Regions from separate parts of the Sus scrofa genome. Here region 1 is linked to region 2. A link is a contact called in public HiChIP or PLAC-seq data. All regions are on one chromosome and are shown on one strand. Each heading gives the region's core, a stretch centred on a gene start, on an enhancer-like site or on the middle of the called end of the contact. The rest is flanking DNA. Distances are from core to core; before and after follow the strand shown.

Region 1 (4,823 bases), core at 1,370-3,869, 130 kb after region 2:
ACCTGCGGCCAGAGCTGGTGGAAGGAAGGAAGGACAACTGCTCCCGAGCTGGCCTTGCACTCCCCTTCCAGAGACGGGCGTGGTTCAGACAAGGGCTCAGGCTGCTGGCAGTCCAGACCCTTGTCCTCTGGTCAGCCCTGGGCATGCGAGGTCAGTGGCCACTACCAGGCAGTATGTCTGCTGGTCATATCGCCCCACAAAATGAGGGGTGCCCAACGGCCCCCAACCACCCCACGATGGGTGGCAGCCAATGAGCTTCCTGCAGCCAGCCAGACCCTGCGGGCAGGGTAGGAACAAGGAACCAGCCGGGCAGAGGCCAGGAGTGGAGGGCCCCCTGCGGGCCGTGGGGGAGCTCACCGCACTGCCCCACACAGGGACCGCCTCGCAGGGCCACAGTGACAACCCTCGCAAGAGAAAACAATGTCCTGTCAGGCTTCCTGCCACTGACAAAGGCCAAGTCTCTCCGCCCCAGAGGACAAAAGGGGCTTCCTTCCTTCAGGGTCCCTTCCTCAGCTCCTCTGGGCTGTGCTCCCTTCCCTGGGCATCTGGTCTGGACACCCAAGCCAAGCCCCTAGTGCCACCAGCACACAGGGACAGGGTGGCTCAGCTCCAACTTCCTATTCCAGGACCCGCGGGACCCATTTCTACAGCTCTTAAAAATAGCTGAAGCCAGGTTTTTCTCCCAGCTTCTCCGTCATGTAATTTACAAGACACGAGATGTCAAAGATGAATGAAAGACCTGCCAGCGGGCTTCAGCATCAGCAGAAGTGCCAGTGCCCACCTGTGGCACGGCTAGTCCAGGATGCCCTGCCCGGCGGCAGCACGTGGCAGGTTTCTGCGAGGAAGCCTGTTGGGTGTGGAGCCGATCCTGACCCCAGCCCCTCCCCCGCCCCGTGGATACACACTTCCTGCTCCCCTGGCGCCCAGGCCTCGCGGACTCAGCCTGGGGACTCAGCCTTACACCCGAGGACGCTGCCTTACACCTTTCAGCAGGCGGCCGAGGAAAACAAAGCCAAGCAGTGGCCACAGGAAAACCTGGCTACCAGAGCCAGAGCGGCACACTCCACGTCCTACCAGCTGCAGATCACACCTGCTTCCCAATAACAGACAAGAGGAAAGTACAAACCATGTGCCACACAACCCAGGGTGCGCTTTGGAGGGTCCCCCGGAATCAGCCAGTTACCGCTCAAGGCCAGACACCCCCAGATGGCTTTTGCTGTTGGCAATCCCAAGACCCAGTCCCCCAAAGAGAAAGGCAGTGGGTGTCTTCCCAAGGAGCACCTGTGGCCCGGGAGCAGCCCTCTCATCCTCTCCTGTGCTCTGCTCTCCCCGCGCACAGACTCGAGAGCTGCGTCAGCACAGCCCCTGCCCAGCACAACACGGCCTGTGTCCCCGCCCAGGCTGCGGCCCCAGCGTGGACCCTGACCTTGCAGGTCTCTCCAGGTGCAGATTCATGCTCGGCAGGATTCCCACCAGAGCCAGCGGCCCCTGCCCTGTTCCCACCACAGGGCTCTGCACAGCCTCTGCTGCCCCTGCACTGGGGCTCTATTTTGCCAAGCTTGTGGGCTTCTGCCCCACACAACTGGGCAAGCTGGCCAAGCTGAGTCGCCCCTGCGCTCACCAAGTCTGAGCGCCTCGAGACTGCTCCCCGCTTCGCCCACGACGCGCTCCGCAGGACTCCCCCGCGCCTCCCTTCACCCCACGCTCGCCCTCGGAGGGACCGCTCCTCTGAAACCTCAGGATGACAGTCCTGGAGGAAGCGCCCTTGCTTAGCCTCTGCAGTCGGTGCTCCGGTAAACACACACACCCCTCTCCCCGGATGCCAACCCTTACCTGGTTGGCAAAGCCCCTGAGGTGAGCCATGTCTGCGCCGCCCTCCACCATCCGCTGCAACCTCGGGAGGCCCCGAGATCCTGCCTGGAGGCTCCGGAGCCCGGCCCACTCGCTTCAGGCAACTGGAGGGAGAGCAGGCCTGCTCGGTTCGAGGCACGCGGGGCTCCCTGCCGCCCTGGGGACCGGCGGGCCGGCCCGCCCCGGGGGCGGGCTGGAGTCACAGGGCCCCTCCGCTAAAGGCCCCCACCGCCGCGCTCTCCTCATCGCCCCGCTACGGCCCGACGCCTCCCTGAGGAGCTCCCCAACACGGGGCATCCCTCGGCGGCCCTCACACTTCCACCCGCAGCCTTGCTCCTTCTTTAGACCCCTTACCCCGGCCAGGACCCCCGCCGGGACCCCCGCCCCAACCCCGCCCCCGGTGCCCTCGCCCCCCCCCGGCGCCCCCCCCCGGGTCCCCCTACCGCCGAGCTCCGCCTCCAGTGCCCTCCTCGCCGGCCCCCTCGGGGCCCTCCCCCTGCCTCACTCCCCGCACCGCCCAGCCCCCTCCCCAACCGCCCCAGGCGCGGGCCAGCCCGGCAGCGCGCCCACCTCCGGGGGCTCCATCCCGGCCTCCCCCGGCCCGCTCCGCAGTGCCCACGAAGGCTCCCACCCGCAGCCTCCGCTCGCCCAGGGACGCCTGGGCCCTCCAGCCCGCGAAGCAGCGGCAGTGGCGGCGGCGGCCGGAGAAAGCCCGGCGGCGGCGTCAGCGACGGCCCGGGCGGCACGGTGTCGTGGCCCGGCGCGGAGCTCTCTGGGACACCGAGTCCCTCGTTCGCCCTGGGTCGGGGCGCACGCAGACCCTGGACTACAAGTCCCGGCAGGCCATGGGGCGGAGTGGTGTAGCGGCCCGCAAGCGTGCCGCGGTGCCCGCTGGGACTCCGAGTCCGGCTTCCTGAGAAGCTTGGGCCTACGTCTCCCGCCAGGCCGCGGTGCTGGGCGGGGCCTGTGGGGCTGGGGCGGGGCCAGGCGGGGCCCGCCCGGCGGCCGTGGGGTTGGGGCGCCCCCACCTTTCAGCTCTGCGGTCGCCCCCCCCCCCCGCCCCGCCTTCCGTCCTCCGGCTCCCCTTCCGAGGGCCTGGGCTCAAGACTCCAATTCTATCTTTCAGGCCTCTTGCAGCCGCCCGCGTGTCGGGGAGGAACGAATGGGTCCCCAGATGCGGTCCAGACGTGCCCGGGGGTAGGAGGGCAGTGCTGACTCGGGCCATTGCAGGGACCAACCGCCAAGACGGTGGCTAAACGAAATAAGCTAGTCCCAAAAGGACAAGCAGTGCTTGGACCCACCTGTGTGAGGTGCCTGGAGTCCTGAAGACAGAAAGGCGACAGGCGGGTGCCAGGGGCAGGGGCGGGCGCTGGGAAGTGAGTGTTTAATGGGGACAGAGCTTCAGTTTGGGAAGGTGAAAAGAATTCTGGAGATAATTGTACAGCACTGCCCAACTGAATGCTTTAAGGTGTAAGCTATCACAATTCAAAATACGTAAAATTAAAAAGGCATTGTTTTTTGTTATATGCCACAACGTGGATGAAAACGTTATGCCAAGGGAAATAAGCCAGTCGCAAAGAGACAAATACCGTGTGATGCGGCTTCGATGACCTCTCAAGACTGGATCAGTTCAGGAGGCAGAGGTGCTTGAGATTTCCTGGGGCTGGAGGAAGAGAGAAGGGATACACCACAGGGTACAGGGTTTCCATCGGGAGTGGAGACCAAGCTCTGCGATGGCCCCACAACGCTGTGAACGTGCTTGACGTCAGTGACCTGTACACTTAAAATAGTCTCCGTGTGTGCTCTGTGTGATTTACATTTTACCAAAACATTTACAAGGATGCAGCTGTAAAGCAATGATAAATTTGATTTCATCGAATGTTTTAAATTTCGATTTCAGAAAGGCATTGTTAAGAGAATGAAAGGACAGTTCCCTCCTCGGGCGTTAAGGAGCCGGTGTCATCACTGCTGTGGTTCTGGTTACAGCTGTGGTGTGGGTTCGAGCCTTGGCCTGGGAATGTCCATATGCCACAGGCAAGGCCAAATATAAATAAAAAAATCTTTTTCTTGCTTTTTAGGGCCGCACCCACAGCATAGGGAGATTCCCAGGCTAGAGGTCTAATACGAGCTATAGCTGCCAACCTACACCACAGCCATAGCAACGCCAGATCCGAGCCTCCTCTGCAGCCTACACCACAGCTCAGGGTAAACCCAGATTCTTAACCCACTGAGCGAGGCCAGGGATCGAACCCATGACCTCATGGTTCCTAGTCAGATTGTTTCCACTGAACCATGACGGGAGCTCTAATAATTTTTTTTTTTTTTTTTTTTGAAGCTAGAGAAGTTCCCATCATAGCACAGTGGAAACGAATCCGACTAGGAACCATGAGGCTGCAGGTTTGATCCCTGGCCTCTCTCAGTGGGTTGAGGATCTGGCATTGCCGTGAACTGTGATGTAGGTCGCTGGTATGGCTCAGGTCCCACGTGGCTGTGGCTGTGGTGTAGGCCAGCGGCTGCAGCTCCAAATAGACTCCTAGCCTGGGAACCTCCACATGCTGCAGGTACAGCCCTAAAAAAAAAAAAAAAGACAAAAGACAACAAAATAAATAAAATGAGAGAGAGAGAAAAAAAAAGACAAGCTGTGGTTGCCACGGCTGCAGCTGAGGTCGTGACTGCAGCTCTGGTCTGGTCCCTGGCCGGGGAGCTCCATGTGCCATAGGGTACTGGAAAAAAAGAAAAAGAGAAAAGACAAGCTATCAACTGGAAGAAAAAAAACTGCACATCACATTATCCAACTGTTTGTACAGAGAATATATAAAGAGTTCTCAAAACTCACCCGTTAAAAAACCACCCAAAGAGAAAAGTTGAGGATAGACTTAGACACTTCACAGAGGATGTACCGATGGCACACAGCACGAGAGCAGCTGTGCCACCTCGTGAGCCACCAGAGAAGTGTGCACCGAGCCGCAGTG
Region 2 (4,259 bases), core at 642-3,141:
GAAACAGCTTCGCCCCGCAGACCCTCAAGAACCGTGCTGACTTTCAGTCGGGGGAACCCAGAGAGGCTTCCTGTACGAGGGCACTGGCGCCCAGCCTCCCAGCGAGTACGGGCCAGCTGCGGAGCCTGCAGGCCGCGAAGGGAGAAAGGACGCCCGGGGCCGGGCGGTCAGGCCCCGGCCCGGCCCTCCCGCCCCCGAGCCGCGCCGCCCGCGCGGGCTTGGAGGCGCCCCAGGCCTCACCTAGCCCAGGACGGCAGCCGCCCGCCCGCCCTCCCCCTCCGCGCAGGCCCCAGCCCCGGGCGCACGAAGGCCACGTCCCCGGGGACGGGCGCGCAACTCTATGGTCAGCGCGCCGGCCCGCCGGGCCCACGTGACGCGCGCCGGCCAATGAGGCGAGGCCCGGACCACCGAGACGACGGCCGCCCGGCGCTAGAGCAGCCCCGCCTGGCCGCAGGCCGCCCTCCGCGGCCTCGCTCCGGCGCTCCAGCTCGGTGCTGCCGCCATCTTCCTGGAGGAGAGGAGCGGAGGCCAAGGGTCCCCTCGCCGTGCTCCGTCCCAACTCTTACCGCCGCCTGCCCTCCCCGCGTCCGCCTCTCCTCACAGGTCATTTAGCTCCATCTGTAGAAACGCTCTTTTTCCCACCCCAGTTACTCACAAGGCAGAGTCACATTACCTGTTCTACTCTTGGCAGCGTAAGGAAACCCAGCTCATAAGGTAAGAACTGTGGCGAAACAGGGGCGAGCCGCCATCTTGGTAAAGGAGAAGAGGCTACGCTTGACCTCCCCCCACCCCCCAGCCTCTATATGGCCAACTGCTGTGGGAGGGGCACGGCGCCTGCGCAGAGGCGGAACCGCGGACGAGCCCGAGCCTGCGCACTCCACAGCTGGCGAATGGGGGCAGGGACGGAAGCGTTTGGCAAGGGGCGGGCCGACGTGATGACGCAATCCGACTGCGCGCGGAGCTGGGCGGGGCGCGAGCAGGCGGTGGGTGCTGGGCGGGTCCGCGGCGCGGTTGGTCGGCGCTTGTTCTTCGGTTCGTCCGCGGTGAGTATCTTGCGGTGTGTCCCTGCCGCCGCGGGCGAGCGAGGGAACCGACGCAGAGGGGCGGGGGCCAGTTGGGGAGGGGGCCCGGCCGCTCTGGGGGGCAAACGGGCGGGGCCGCTCGTGCGGTGTGGGGGAGGGGCGGCTGGCCCCGTATTCTGGGCGGTCCCCTGGCCCTCCCCGGGTCTCCGCTCCCTCCCGCTCGTCCCTGACCCTTGACCCTCCCCCGCTCTCCCCGGGGCTCTCTGCTCTGTTCGTACCCTCTCCGACTTTCCCTGGCGCTCTCCGGCGCTCCCCACCCTCTCTCTCTTTTCTCCACCCTCCCCCACTTTCCCTGGCGCTCCTGGGTCTCCTTATCCTCCCCCGTCCTCCCCGGCGCTCCCTGGTGCTCTCCGCTCACTCCCCGGCCCTACCCTGTCTTCCCAGGCCCTCTCCGGCTTTCCCTGGCGATCCCTTTCCTCTCCCCGGCTTCTCCGCCCTCCTGGTCCTCCCCAGTCTTCCTCCGCCCAGCTCAGCCCTAGGGGGTCCCGGGTCCCATACCTCCCAGGCTTTCCCCGGGCCCCCGCCCACCAGTAGTCTCGCCGCGGGCAGAGGCGGCGGGGTATGTCCCGCGAGAACCCAGATGACTGCTTGCTCACCTTGCGAGAACTCCGTGGGCCTGGGGCTGCTGGTCGTGGTTCGGGAGGGAAAGTGCAGGTCGGCCGCGATTTCGGCATGTGGCCATCAGGTTGTCTCCCTGACACGAGCCACTGCGCCCCTCCAGCTCCCGGCCGAGGGTAAGCCTCAAGGAGTTCTCGCCGCTTGGCCGCAGATACCGCGGGAGGAGAGGAGGCCCCGGGCCTGCGTGGGCCAAAAGAGGCGGGATGGAGGTCGGGCGGCCCCCCATTTCCGGGGAGGCCTGAGATGAGGCCGACTCTCAAGGGGCCCACGGGACCCACACGACCCGGCCGCCTCTTGCCTTTCCGGCCGCAGTTTTCGTCAGTACCTCCCCTGTCTTAGCGTCTTTTCCCCACACGTGCACCGGGGACCACCTGTGCGGAATTCGTAGGTGGACTGCTGTGGTCCTCCTCACCTGGGCCTTGGTCCAGGGCCTCCTGTCTGACCCAGTTCCCTCCCCCTCTTTTCTGGTACCTGCTCTGTTACTCAGACTCTCCCTGATGAGATTTCTTCCCCTGAAGTGGGTGTTGGCCTGAGGTCAGCCTCTCATCCTGCGTGGTACCTGTCCTGGGAGGGGCATGGCGCTATCCTTTACTGGTCCAGCTCGGTGACCAGCACAACTCAGATCATTGTAATAGGTCAAGATGACCTAAATGCTCCAAATCCGTCTTACCATCGTGAGGAGAGATGGTTAGGGGTTCGGGGTCATGTGATTTGAGGTTCATCGTTTTTGTTGTTGGTAGCTCCCACCCAGGCTTTCTTTGCTCCACCTAGCATCCTGACTCCCAGCTAATCAGGGCAGTGATCTCCTGTGCTCTCACAGGTTGTCCTGATATTTTTCGTTTTTCATCTTGTTCTCTCACTGAGCTCTGCAGCCCAGGGTAAAGAACAAGGGCTTGTCCATCAGATCGCAGTTGCATCCTGACCGCTCCTGAACTGGCATACAGCCCTCCCTGGGGGGATGGATGGCACGAGCCTCCCTGTCATTTTTCATAAATGTTGTTGAGGTCTGTTTTTATACCTAACTCAAAAGGCAGAAACTCCTGGAAAAGGAGAAGGTGTGTTCTTTCCTCCTGAGAGAAGGGTCATCCAAACTCAGGAGGCAGCAGAACTGCGGTGAAGGCAGTTGAACAGTCTTATTGTCCCACGTTGTGCTCCCGTGGTCGTCGTCATCACAACAGAAAATGCATTTGATTGTGGGCTGCCGGGCGAAGCCGCTGAGAGCCGTCATGGTTTCCTGTACGTGAACCTCAGGTCCAGGCTCTGGATAAGGGACCTTCGAGGGCCTGCGTTGCAGGGTCATTTTGTGGATCGGGATAAGGTACAGAAGTCCGTAGTGACAAGGCGGTGGATGTGGCTGATGTACATAGACGCGCTGGCAGGGCAAGGTTATGTTGACAAGGGTCCAGTTTTATCCCCTTGTTCTTTGTCTCTTTTGTTTTAGAAAAGTTGATTTCTTCTGTGAGGTTTGGGGGTGCAAGTATTGCTCTTGGAAGAAAGAAGCAATGGTCCAAGAAAGAAAGCCTTTTTATTTTATTTTTATTTATTTTGTCTTTTTAGGGCTACATCTGCATCATATGGAAGTGCCTAGGCTAGGGGTCAAATCAGAGCTGCAGCCGTCAGCCTACACCACAGCTCTAGCAACACCGGACCCAAGCCGTGTCTGCAACCTACACCACAGCTCAGGTCAATGCCAGCTCCTTAACCCACTGAGTGAGGCCAGGGATCGAACCTGAATTCTTATGGATACTAGTCGTATTCGTTACCACTGAGCCAGGACAGGAACTCTGAGGAAAAAAACCTTTAAGCAGTTTATAGTATCTAGAATGAGTACAATCTACATTTTTTCATTTCACCAAATTTCTGAGGTTTGGGGGATTTGATTGATCTGCAGCCAAGGTTTAAATTAATCACAGTGCTTGACGTTTTGTGTTGCTGGACTAAAAAGCCTTCCTGCCTAAAAACCAGGCACTTCAGAGGTTCAGCATTCCTCTCTCAACTTTTGTTTCGCTGTAGTTAATAACTTAAACTGTTGGAAAACTGTAAAAGGTACAAATTATCCTTCAAGGGAAAATAGTCAGTGTGAAAGAAGTGGAACGTGGCAAGAGGAACTTGGTAAAATTCAGGCGCATTTGAAATAGGTGTCTTGAGAACTCCCATTCTGTTCCCACAGTACTATTCTCCATTTCCCGCCCGGGGCCTCTAGGCAGGTCTTGGGTCCAAAGAACCCGATAGAGAGGAGCGGGCGTCCCCCTCTCCCCTGTGGAACATCCTCGGCCCTGCCCAACCTGCGGAACTGGGCAAGGGGTGACCGCCGGGCGCCAGGAGCAGCTCGGCTCAGTGCGGAGCGGGTCTGCGGCTTGGAAGTCAGACACACGTGGTAGCTGGGAGGCTGGAGCCTGCTTGGCCTTCCTGACCTCAGGCTCTTCACCGCCAGGTGCCACGAAGTCATTTTCTCCAGCCTGGTGAGAAAAATCCGTTTCATTGAGGATTAGGGCTGGGCTTGGGCTACATTCAAACACTAATTTAGGAAAATAAAAGTGGTTAGACTCCTTTAAGGCC

The links. HiChIP or PLAC-seq counts read pairs in DNA pulled down with a chosen protein or histone mark.
Region 1: an H3K27ac HiChIP or PLAC-seq map of skeletal muscle shows a contact between it and region 2. The contact joins the promoter of STK25 here to the promoter of HDLBP in region 2. A contact is called at or near these places in 1 of 5 promoter capture datasets (liver) and 2 of 2 datasets of contacts at active chromatin or transcription factors (alveolar macrophages and skeletal muscle).

The regions. Positions count from the first base shown.
Region 1 is chr15:140,151,742-140,156,564 of Sscrofa11.1, forward strand. STK25 (serine/threonine-protein kinase 25) reads right to left here and starts at 2,620. Exons shown (of 12, transcript XM_003133805.5): 1 at 2,422-2,620; 2 at 1,834-1,955. The coding sequence starts at 1,884.
Region 2 is chr15:140,023,445-140,027,703 of Sscrofa11.1, forward strand. HDLBP (vigilin) reads right to left here and starts at 1,892. Exons shown (of 28, transcript XM_021075261.1): 1 at 1,679-1,892. It overlaps SEPT2 (septin 2), which reads left to right and starts at 938. Exons shown (of 13, transcript NM_001243793.1): 1 at 938-1,043.